Linked DNA regions of Mus musculus: region 1 is linked to region 2. A link is a contact called in public HiCAR-type data. All regions are on one chromosome and are shown on one strand. Each heading gives the region's core, a stretch centred on a gene start, on an enhancer-like site or on the middle of the called end of the contact. The rest is flanking DNA. Distances are from core to core; before and after follow the strand shown. Region 1 overlaps Adamts2 (a disintegrin-like and metallopeptidase (reprolysin type) with thrombospondin type 1 motif, 2). Region 2 has its middle 8.8 kb from the start of Rufy1.

Region 1 (4,737 bases), core at 1,624-4,123, 210 kb before region 2:
ATGGGCAAGGGGTAAAAGAGGATGAGTAGGGTAAATAATTCCCTATTCAAGCCATAATAAGAAGCTAGAGTCAGAGCTGAGACCCCAGGAAGGCAGCCAGCTAATGGACTTCCTCTGGCTCGCTCAGTCCCATAAAGCAGAGATGAACACTCTCCAGATGCTGAACCTTCAGCTACCTCCCACCAGAGTCCTTCTTCTCCATCCAACCACAAGCCTCATCCTAAGAGTCTGTGTTCCCTTTCTAAGAGACAGTAAAGTCCCCTTCCTTTCACATGCCCTTCTCTGCAAGCTGGCCTCCGCTGCTGTCCTTCCCCACATCTGATATCCACATCTTCTGTCTCTCTTCCCAAAGGGCACTGGGGACCTTCATATCCCCTTCTTTTGGCCTCTCTCTGAAGCCCACTCAGTTTCCATGGCATCAGAGACAGCCGGTTTCCTCATACTCCATTGACCCTACAACACAGACTGCGTGTTCCCTTCAAAAGCCCACTTAACATTTACAGAAGCTGAGCAAACACCAGCAAATGAAGCAATTTCAGAATTCTCCAAGTCTCAGAGCACCCAGGTGGCCTCTGTGCTCATAATTCAGGGTGTTTGGTCTGGACCAGGATATCCCTGCCAAGTCTCCATGGAGACTAACTCTTCCTTTCTTGCCAGAGCCTGGCAGCTGTGGAAGATGACTGAAGTCCTTTTGCTAGGGATCTGAATGCATGTCTCCCCTCTGAAGTCCATATGTAATGATATGAGGAATGTGGGCCTTTGAGAAATGATGAGGTGCTGAGAGTCCTGCTCCCATGAAGAGAGACCCAAGAGTTTGCATGTCCCATCTACTCTGTGAGAACAAAAGTGAGGAGATGTCACTATGAACTAGGAGGTGACTGAACCAGCTGATATCTCGATCTGGGACCAGCCTCCAAATCTGGGAGAGACGAGGCCCAGCTGTACAACAGTCCAGATGGGCCAAGACAACCTTGGAGCTCTGGATGCTGACTGGAAGATGCTGATTACTGAGAGGGATACAGAAAAAATACAGAACTAAGATAGAGTCTCAAAACATCTAGAAATATTTGATGGGGAGACTAAAGTGCCGGGAGAAACAGATTCTTGCAGGAAGTCTGTGCTAGCTGGGAGAGGAAACTCATTTACGGCAACAGTGAAATTGAATATAAAAGCTAACAAAGTCTGAACTCAACTTGCAAAGATATTGAAGATTCACAAGAAATTAGCATGACAGGTTAACACAATAAAACTTTACCACTTGGGAGTTTTGTAAACTGCCCCATAAACAGTTCTCAAATTAATAGAATCACAATCACAAGTACTTTTTAACATGCTGCTATTGAGAAGCCAACATATCAGCAAGTCTAGGTGATAACCAAAGCTGTCACCAGAAGCAAATTCATAGCCTCAATGCTTCATGATTGTAAAACAGAACAAAAATAATGGGAAATTCACATCAAGAACACAGGAAGAGACCAAAATATATCAAAAGTAACTAAGATGATAAAAGATAATAACAGGGCATCAATTATAAAATATTTATATCTGTCACTGGACAAGAGAGATGGCTCAGTGGCTAAAAGTGTTTGCCCCTCAATGATGCAAGCCTTGTGACCTGAATCTGATCCCTGAGACACATATAAATGTGAAAGTAGAAAAATGACTCTACTAAGCTCTCCTCTGACCACCACATGTGTCCTACCTCCCATATAATGATGACAATGATGATGGTGATGGTGGTGATGGTGATAATTTTATTTATATATGTCACAAGGTGGAAAATGATCACCAACATAGCCAGTAGTAGCTTTTCAGTTTCCAATGCTGATGAAACAGCCATAAACTTCCTGACTTAAAACAACACAAGTTGTTCAAGAGCACAAAAGTTCAAAATAAGTCTTCTTCAGCTACAGTAAAGCTTGAGGAAGGGTGGGAATGGACTGAGATGCTTCTGGAAGCCATAGGGAGTACTGATTTCCTTTTCTTTTGTAGCTTCTGGTGACCTCTTTCTTGTATTACTTGGCTCATAGCCTCTTTCTCCTTCTTCAAAGCTGACATCTTCCAGCCTCCCCTTGACTCTGACCTCCACTTTTAAGAACACCGAGCTCAGCAGGATAATCCAGGATAATCCCCTCTCTTAAAGTCAAATAATGAATGACTGTTACTTCATGGGCCATCCTCATTCCCCAACATGATCAAACAAAGCATATTTGAAGATTCCAGGGCCAAGGACCTGAGCATTCTCGTCGGGAGACTACTGTCTCTCACATTATCTACACCAAGTTGGCAGAATTCATTCTCCTTGTTTTTCTTCTCTGCTTTCCTGGGGTGAGTTTTCTTATAAGTATATTTTCTTATACTTAAAAGCAATTTTTATAAGTATTTTGTATGCTGAGCAAAAGCATGTTTAATTGTGGTCTGAGAGATTTTAAAGGGCACAGCATCCTTTCCAGGTACCTGTTGGATTGCTTTTGTCACCATCTTTTTCTATGGTCTTTTTTCCTTGCCCTCTTGTCCATGACCTGCCTGAGGACAGGACAGACCTCCTTCATGCCTGTGTCCCTAACACTGAGCACAGCGCTTTTGGCATAATAAGCTTTTGAAAATACTTCTCACTTAGGACAAACCCCTTTACAAAGGGGCCTTGGTTCTGGAAGAATGATGTGCACGCTCAAATATGCACTTTAAAGCTGAGATCCAAATCAACACAATGATATTATTTAAGCATCCTCATACATAAAACCTAATTCGGAAACAGTCTGGGAAATGCAAGCCAGCAGACAGATAAAGTGTTATTGCTCTGGCCCTGGAGAGAACCCTTCATCTGCACAGAGCCAGAAGAAGGATGTGAGAAGTGGAACCGGCCCCACAAGCCAGAGGCAGGAGCGCGTTCTGCATGGGCTGAGTGCCAGCTCTGAATAGGGGCCTCCCCAGGCTACAGACAGCAGCTGCCTCTGACCAGACCTCCCTGTTGGGCTTAGACTCAAGCCCATCACCCTGGCCAAGGAGGATAAACTTGTCCCTGCTACAAGAACATCACACTGAGATGTGGGTAGAAGCTCTGGGGGCCTTGCATGCTCCTTCCTTTCAGAAAGGAAAAGAAAGCAAAGGGCATTGCTCAGAGACCCAGTGGCTTTATCTTCTAGATTGCTTTGTTATTTTGTTTATTACATTTATTCATTCTCATGAGTCTGTCCTGAGGCTGGGGCCCTCATCTGCTGAGCCATTTTACCAGCCCAAGTTATTTTCACTTCTCACTACCCTGCAAAACATCTGACCAGAGCAACTTAAGGATGAAAGGGTCTGGCTTAGCTCACAGTCTGGGAGCTTACAGTCCACCACAATGGGTAAGGCATGGCGACAGGCACATGAAGCAGCTGGTCACAGTGTATCCGCAGCCAGGAAACTGAGAGAGGTCAGTTCTGATACTCAGCTCACCTTGGTGCCACTCACACTCGGGTTTACAGTTCTGTAGTAACACCCTCACAGATATGTCCTGAGGTAGGTTTTAAATCCAACAAATTGGCAGTCAATATTATCTACACACCATCCTTGAATCTCATGGGCTGAAGAAAAGAGTTAGACCCAACTGAGGCAGACACACATATACATACATACACACACATACACACACACACACACACACACACACACACAGAGAGAGAGAGAGAGAGAGAGAGAGAGGACACACACAGAGAGAGAGGACACAGAGAGAGGGAGAGAGAGAGAAAGAGAGAGAGAGAGAGAGAGAGAGAGAGAGAGAGAGAGAGAGAGAGAGACATCGTCATTTGTGGGAAATGATGTGGTATTTTTAAATACAAAGAGATTGTGAAAAGAGTCAACCCAGCGTCATGCCAGCTTACCATTCTTTTGAAATGATCTCCGCTATGTTACTCTGGTACTCTGAGGCAAAGTGGCCTTTCCCAGCCTGTTTTTTGCCTATAAAGGGGCACCAAGCACTCATATGTTACTCAATGAGACACATTCTGACAAATGTACCCTTAGGCAAGCATGCTATTATGCATCCCAGATGGCCACAACATCACTATGTGACAGAATCTTATGGGACCATTGTCATATATGTAATTTAACAGTGATTAAAATGTTCCTATATGGCTTACAACTCCGTGAGTGTGTGTCTCTCTGTGTGTGTATGCATGTGTGTATGTATACGTGTGTGTCTTCTTTATGAATTATACCACAAACTATTTCCAGTTAGTCGTAAAGGAAACCTCATATTAGCCAGCACCACAGATAAATTCTATTGTTTCTGGCTGTCTATTCTTGACTAGGCTTACCCGTGTTTTTTACTAGCATTTCAAAGCAGAAATGTCAAAGTGTCAGGTGCTTGGGAGCTGTGTTGTTTAGTGTAGTAGCGATGAGCAGGGGAGGCTATTGAGAGCACAACATGTGACTGATCTGAATTGAAAGATGCTCTGTGTATAAAATACACAGCAGGATTTCAAAGACTCAATACCAAAAGCAAAGAAAAAGAAAAGAGAAAAGAAGGAAAATGAGGCTGGAGAAAACGAGGTCTAGTGGTTAAGAGCACTGGCTGTTTCCCCAGCACCCACACGGAGGCTCACAACCCTCTGTAACTCAAGTTCCAGAGTATCCAATGCCCTTTTCTGGCCTCCAGGGACACCAGGCACTTACGTGGTGCACATGCATACATACAGGCAAGACACCCATCCACATAAAATACTTTTAAAAAGAAATATTTCACCCAGAGTTCTG
Region 2 (4,663 bases), core at 1,009-3,508:
AGCCTCAGCCTCCTAAACCCTGGGATTGCAGCTGGATTCCTGCCCATTTTGGTGACTCCCTCCCTGGGTTCTGTGATATCTCCCTCCACCCCTCCTTTAACACACCTCTATTCCCCTATCCACTTTGCTGGCTCTACTTCTCCATGGTCTCCTTTCCCTCTCTGTCCACCTACTTTCCCTTGTTCTCTTGGCTCATCTGTATATCCTCTCCTGCTTTGCCAGTGAGTGGAAAGGCATCTGTGACTAGTCCTGGCCTAGGAGCTGTGAACAGAAGAGGCAGGTCATTTCCCGGCACTGCCTGGCACACGACTCTCCAGCTGCCTTTTCTCTGGCTACAGCTATTTGAAAAGATCTTCACATCGAGACGTGTGACCAAAAACCAAAGCAGCTGGATGGCTGAGTCACGCTATGAGAGACAGATGGGCTGGGAAGAAGCCCAGACCTGCAGCAGGCTTCACAGGAGCAAGAAACGAAGTGCGGTGCCAGGTGTGGTGGCGCACGCCTGAAATTCCACCACTTGGCAGGAGGATTGTAAGTTCCAGGTCAGCCTGGGCTAAGGAATAAGATCATCTCCAAAAAAAAAATTTTAAATCTAACCAGATTTGGGGGCTGTTTGTTACCAAGGCAGAGGCCCAAATCTGTCCTGACTTCATATAGTTATCTTGCCTCGGTTTGTACTTTAATACTGTCTGTACATTAATAACGTCCACATTTCTAGATCTTCCTAGAGTCTAGACCAGCGAGTGTTTCTCAGCCTTCCTAATGCTGTGACCCTTTAATACAGTTCTTCGTGTTGTGATAATCCCTGAACATAAAATAATTTTGTTGTTACTTTGTAACTGTAATTTTGCTACTGTTATGAATCATAATGTAAATAGCTGTGTTTTCCCATGATCTTAGGTGACCCCTGTAAAAGGGTCCCTCCACCCCAGCTTGAGTATCCCTGGTCTAGACTCAAGTAGCCAATCACCTAGTCAACACTCCAATAAAATGTTAGATAGCCCAAACTCAATAAATACAAAGTGGATTCTGTCTGTGTGTGCGTTGTATGTGTTTCTGACTCTGACTCTGTCTCTGTCTCTCTCTCCCTCCCTTTATATATTTGTATGTTTTGTGTGTGTGTGTGTGTGTGTGTGTGTGATGTGCACACGTTGCTATGGGTGTTTGCATGTGTAAGTGTGCACACTCACATGTATGCACATGTGCGGAGGCCAGACATTGACACCATATGTCTTTCTCACTCACTCTCTGCCTTATATTTCGAGACAAGGTCCCAGTGACCCTGACACTCAGGGATTGACTCAGCTGGCTGGCCAGTGCGTTCCAGGATTCTTGTTCTTCTGTCTTCTCCCTCCACATCCCACCAAATGCTGAGGTCACAGATGCTTACAGCAAATGCTGGTTTTTATGTTGCTGCTGGGGATCTGAACTCGGGCCCTCACTCCTGTATGGCAGCTGTCTTTATCAAATGAACTATCTTCCCCATCCCTGGTGGCTAACAACTGTCGATAACACCAGTTCCAGGGAATCTGAGCCCAACTTCCAGCCCCTGTGAATACCATGCATGTAAGTGATACACAGACACAAATGCCAGCATAATCCACATACACATAATATTAAATATATATGTACTATATTTAAAAAATAATGATTTTTTTAAAGCTGGGCATGGTGACTCAGTCCTGTAATCTCAGCAGTCGGGAAGCAGGCATGACAATTGCCACCAGCCTGAACTAAGAACTGAGTTCTAGGCCAGCCTGGAAATTGTGTCATTTGCACAACATGGAAGGAGAACTATTTGGGAGGATGAAGAGGAACATGGGATGGAGGAGAAGGGAAGAGAGAGGATGATGGAGGTTAGATATGCATATGTAAGAAAATGTCATAACGAGCCCTATTATTTTGTACCCCAACTGAAAATTCACTAGATAAAAGGCAGCCATCAGGCATATAGCACAGAGATGATGCACATATCATCTGAGGTTGAAGAGTGTGCCTGTGTGTGCCACATGCATGCAGTGCCTAAGGAAGACAGAAGGGGGCGTCAAATCCCCTGGAGCTGAAGTTAGAGGCGGTTGTGAGCTAGCCCACATGGGTTCCCGTAACTGAACTTTGGTCCTCTGCAGCAAATGCAGTTAGCAGCCACTGAGCCATCTCTCCGCCCCCACGTTTTACTTTTTTGTGTAATGAAATGTATCCATTGTTGCTCTTACTGCTTCTGGATTTTGAGTCATAGGAAACTAGACTTGTTTCCAGTGTGAGTCATTGTGTGAGCAAACATCTGAGGAGCTGCCCTCCTTCGAGTGTTACTTAATGACATGCACATGTGTAGATGAACATTTGCCCGGATAGCTGCGTCTCTGGGCTCACAATACTGAAAAATGTACTCACTCTATAACGTTTCCTTTAATTGTCAAGGAGACACACTAGGAAGGACATCTAGGTGAGCATTTGTCTGGATCCGGTTGGCCTCTGAACATGCCTGAGGGACACCTGTCTTGATTGCTTTAATTGAGATAGGAAGACCCAGGCTGAGAGTAAGCAGCACCATTCCCTTGGTTTGGGCATCGCTCTATCTGAGAGCAGGGAATGCTAGCTGAGCACTAACTACACAGACCTGTGTTCATTTTTTCTGTGCTCTAGATCACGGATGTGCTATAACCAGGCACTTCAAGCTCCTGTCACTGTGACCTCCCTGCAATGGTGGGCTGTAATCTGGAACTGTGAGCTAAAACAGTTCCTTACTTCTTTAAAATTGGCGGGGGGGGGGGGGCCTCCAGGGGTAAGGACGGAGGGGGGGGTTGTAAGGCTATTTTATCGTAGCAGCAAAAGTGAATCTAGGGCACTCACTTTCTATTCTCACTCTTTGCTGCCTCAGAAACTCTGAGGTCAGTCTTACCCCTAAACCGCCAGTTGTAAGGGAACTTCTCTTTATCTTGTGTGTGTGTGTGTGTGTGTGTGTGTGTGTGTGCATAAGTGGTAACTGTACATGTGACAACACGTGGGCACATGTGTGTGCAGGCATGTGCACCCACCATACATGTGCTTGTGAAGACCAAAGGTTGATGGCTGATGTTGAGTATTTATCTTAATTCCTCTCCCCCTTTCTCTTTTGAGACAAGGTCCCTTCACTAAGCTCGCCATTTTGGTTAGCCTGGCAGGCCAACAAGCTCCAAGGAGCTGCCCCTTTCCGGCCGCCCCACCCAGACTCTGGAACTGCTGCACGTGGAGCTGTACCAAGCTTTTTACATTGTGCTATGGGTCTGAACTCAGGGTTTTATAATCGTGTTTTCTAAATGTCTATTTTTTATTTTTTTAAAGGCTGTATTTTGATTTTTATGTGTATGAGTGTTTGCCTGCGTGTATGTATGTATGGTCACCACATGTGTGCCTGTGGAAACCAGAAGAGGGACACCATCAGATTTCATGGAACTGGAGTTACAGATGGGTGTGAATCACCCACCCTATGGGTTCTCAGAGCTGAACCTGGATTGTCTGCAAGAGCAGCCAGTGCTCTTAACCTCTGAGCCATCTCTCCAGCAAGTCTGGCCCCTCACCTTTTATCATCTAGTTCTCTGAGTTTCCTTTGCTGCTTCTGGGAGGGTTGTTTAAGGTGCTGTTCCAACGTGGCCATTTCTTCTTCAGCTCTCATTCATTCTCTCTTTCTCTCTCACATCTTTTATTTCCATTGTTATATTTTTGACACTTAACCTTTTACTTACTTTAAAATTATTTCTATGGGGCCTGAAGAGGTAGCTCTGCAATTCAAAGCAAGAGTATTTGCTGCTCTTTCAGAAGACGATCCTAAGTATAAAATAAAATAAAATAAAATATAGCTAACAGAGTCAAACCACACACACAGAGACACACACACAGCGGGCCATGCTGTGCTGTCTCAACACAGGCCCAAAGCAGCAAGATTAAGAGTCAGTGGACTAAAACCTTGTCAGTCAACAATAGCAGCCTAAAGTGGAAGGGAGAAAGCCCACAAGGCCTCAATCCTTCACAAAGGACTATGGGCAATGAAGGAATTCTGGGAGTGAGAGAAATACTCTTCCCCAGAGAAGAGACCATCCATTGGTTACCCAATACCAAATGATAATCCCTAAAAACATGTACACACATAACATTATACAGACTGAGCAGGAGGCATTTATGTATTTAGGACTATATGGGTAGACATAATCATATACACATATAGCAACAATTAATGAAAAAAGAGGCCATGACTTTGAAAGAGAGAAAGGAGGGACATATGGGAGGGGCTAGAAGAAGAAACAAGAAGGAGGAAATGACCTAATTATATTGTAATCTCAAAATAATTTTCCCAAGATAAACCTTTTCCTGTATTCAGTTGATTATTAAAATTATTGTGTCACTGTAGTACAAAGCTGACTAAAACAGAACTCAAAAACAAAACCTCCCCAATACCAGGTCTGGTGGCAAAAGCCTGTATTCTCAGTTCCCATGAGGGTGGCCCAGGAGACTAATCACTTGGAGTAGAGGTAGAAAGATAACCATCTGGGGTGAGTAGGGGGATCACTACTTAGAAATTAGAAAGATGACCACTTGGGGTGGGTAGGAGGATAGCCATATGGGGTGTGTAGGGGGGATAACTACTTAGAGATTAGAAAGATGACCCCTTGTGATCAGACGTCCTTTC

What was found. HiCAR-type assays count read pairs that join an accessible place to other places.
Region 1: a HiCAR-type map of fibro-adipogenic progenitors shows a contact between it and region 2, with 2.2 times the contacts expected there. The contact joins two enhancer-like sites. A contact is called at or near these places in 6 of 39 promoter capture datasets (the 3T3-L1 cell line, 3T3-L1-derived adipocytes, cranial neural crest and 3 more), 1 of 484 Hi-C or Micro-C datasets (uterus) and 6 of 115 datasets of contacts at active chromatin or transcription factors (embryonic basal ganglia, embryonic stem cells, fibro-adipogenic progenitors and 2 more).

Annotation. Positions count from the first base shown.
Region 1 is chr11:50,644,512-50,649,248 of GRCm38.p6, reverse strand. All of the region lies in intron 2 of Adamts2 (a disintegrin-like and metallopeptidase (reprolysin type) with thrombospondin type 1 motif, 2), which reads right to left. Among named protein-coding and RNA genes, the nearest start is that of Adamts2, 45 kb to the right of the region's middle. Within about 2 kb of position 2,873, at least 19 of the 459 cell types and tissues checked have an H3K27ac peak or open chromatin away from gene starts, as enhancers often do. A contact at or near this core is called in fibro-adipogenic progenitors, where this site is marked.
Region 2 is chr11:50,437,551-50,442,213 of GRCm38.p6, reverse strand. No RefSeq gene overlaps it. Among named protein-coding and RNA genes, the nearest start is that of Rufy1, 8.8 kb to the right of the region's middle. Within about 2 kb of position 2,258, at least 55 of the 459 cell types and tissues checked have an H3K27ac peak or open chromatin away from gene starts, as enhancers often do. A contact at or near this core is called in fibro-adipogenic progenitors, where this site is marked.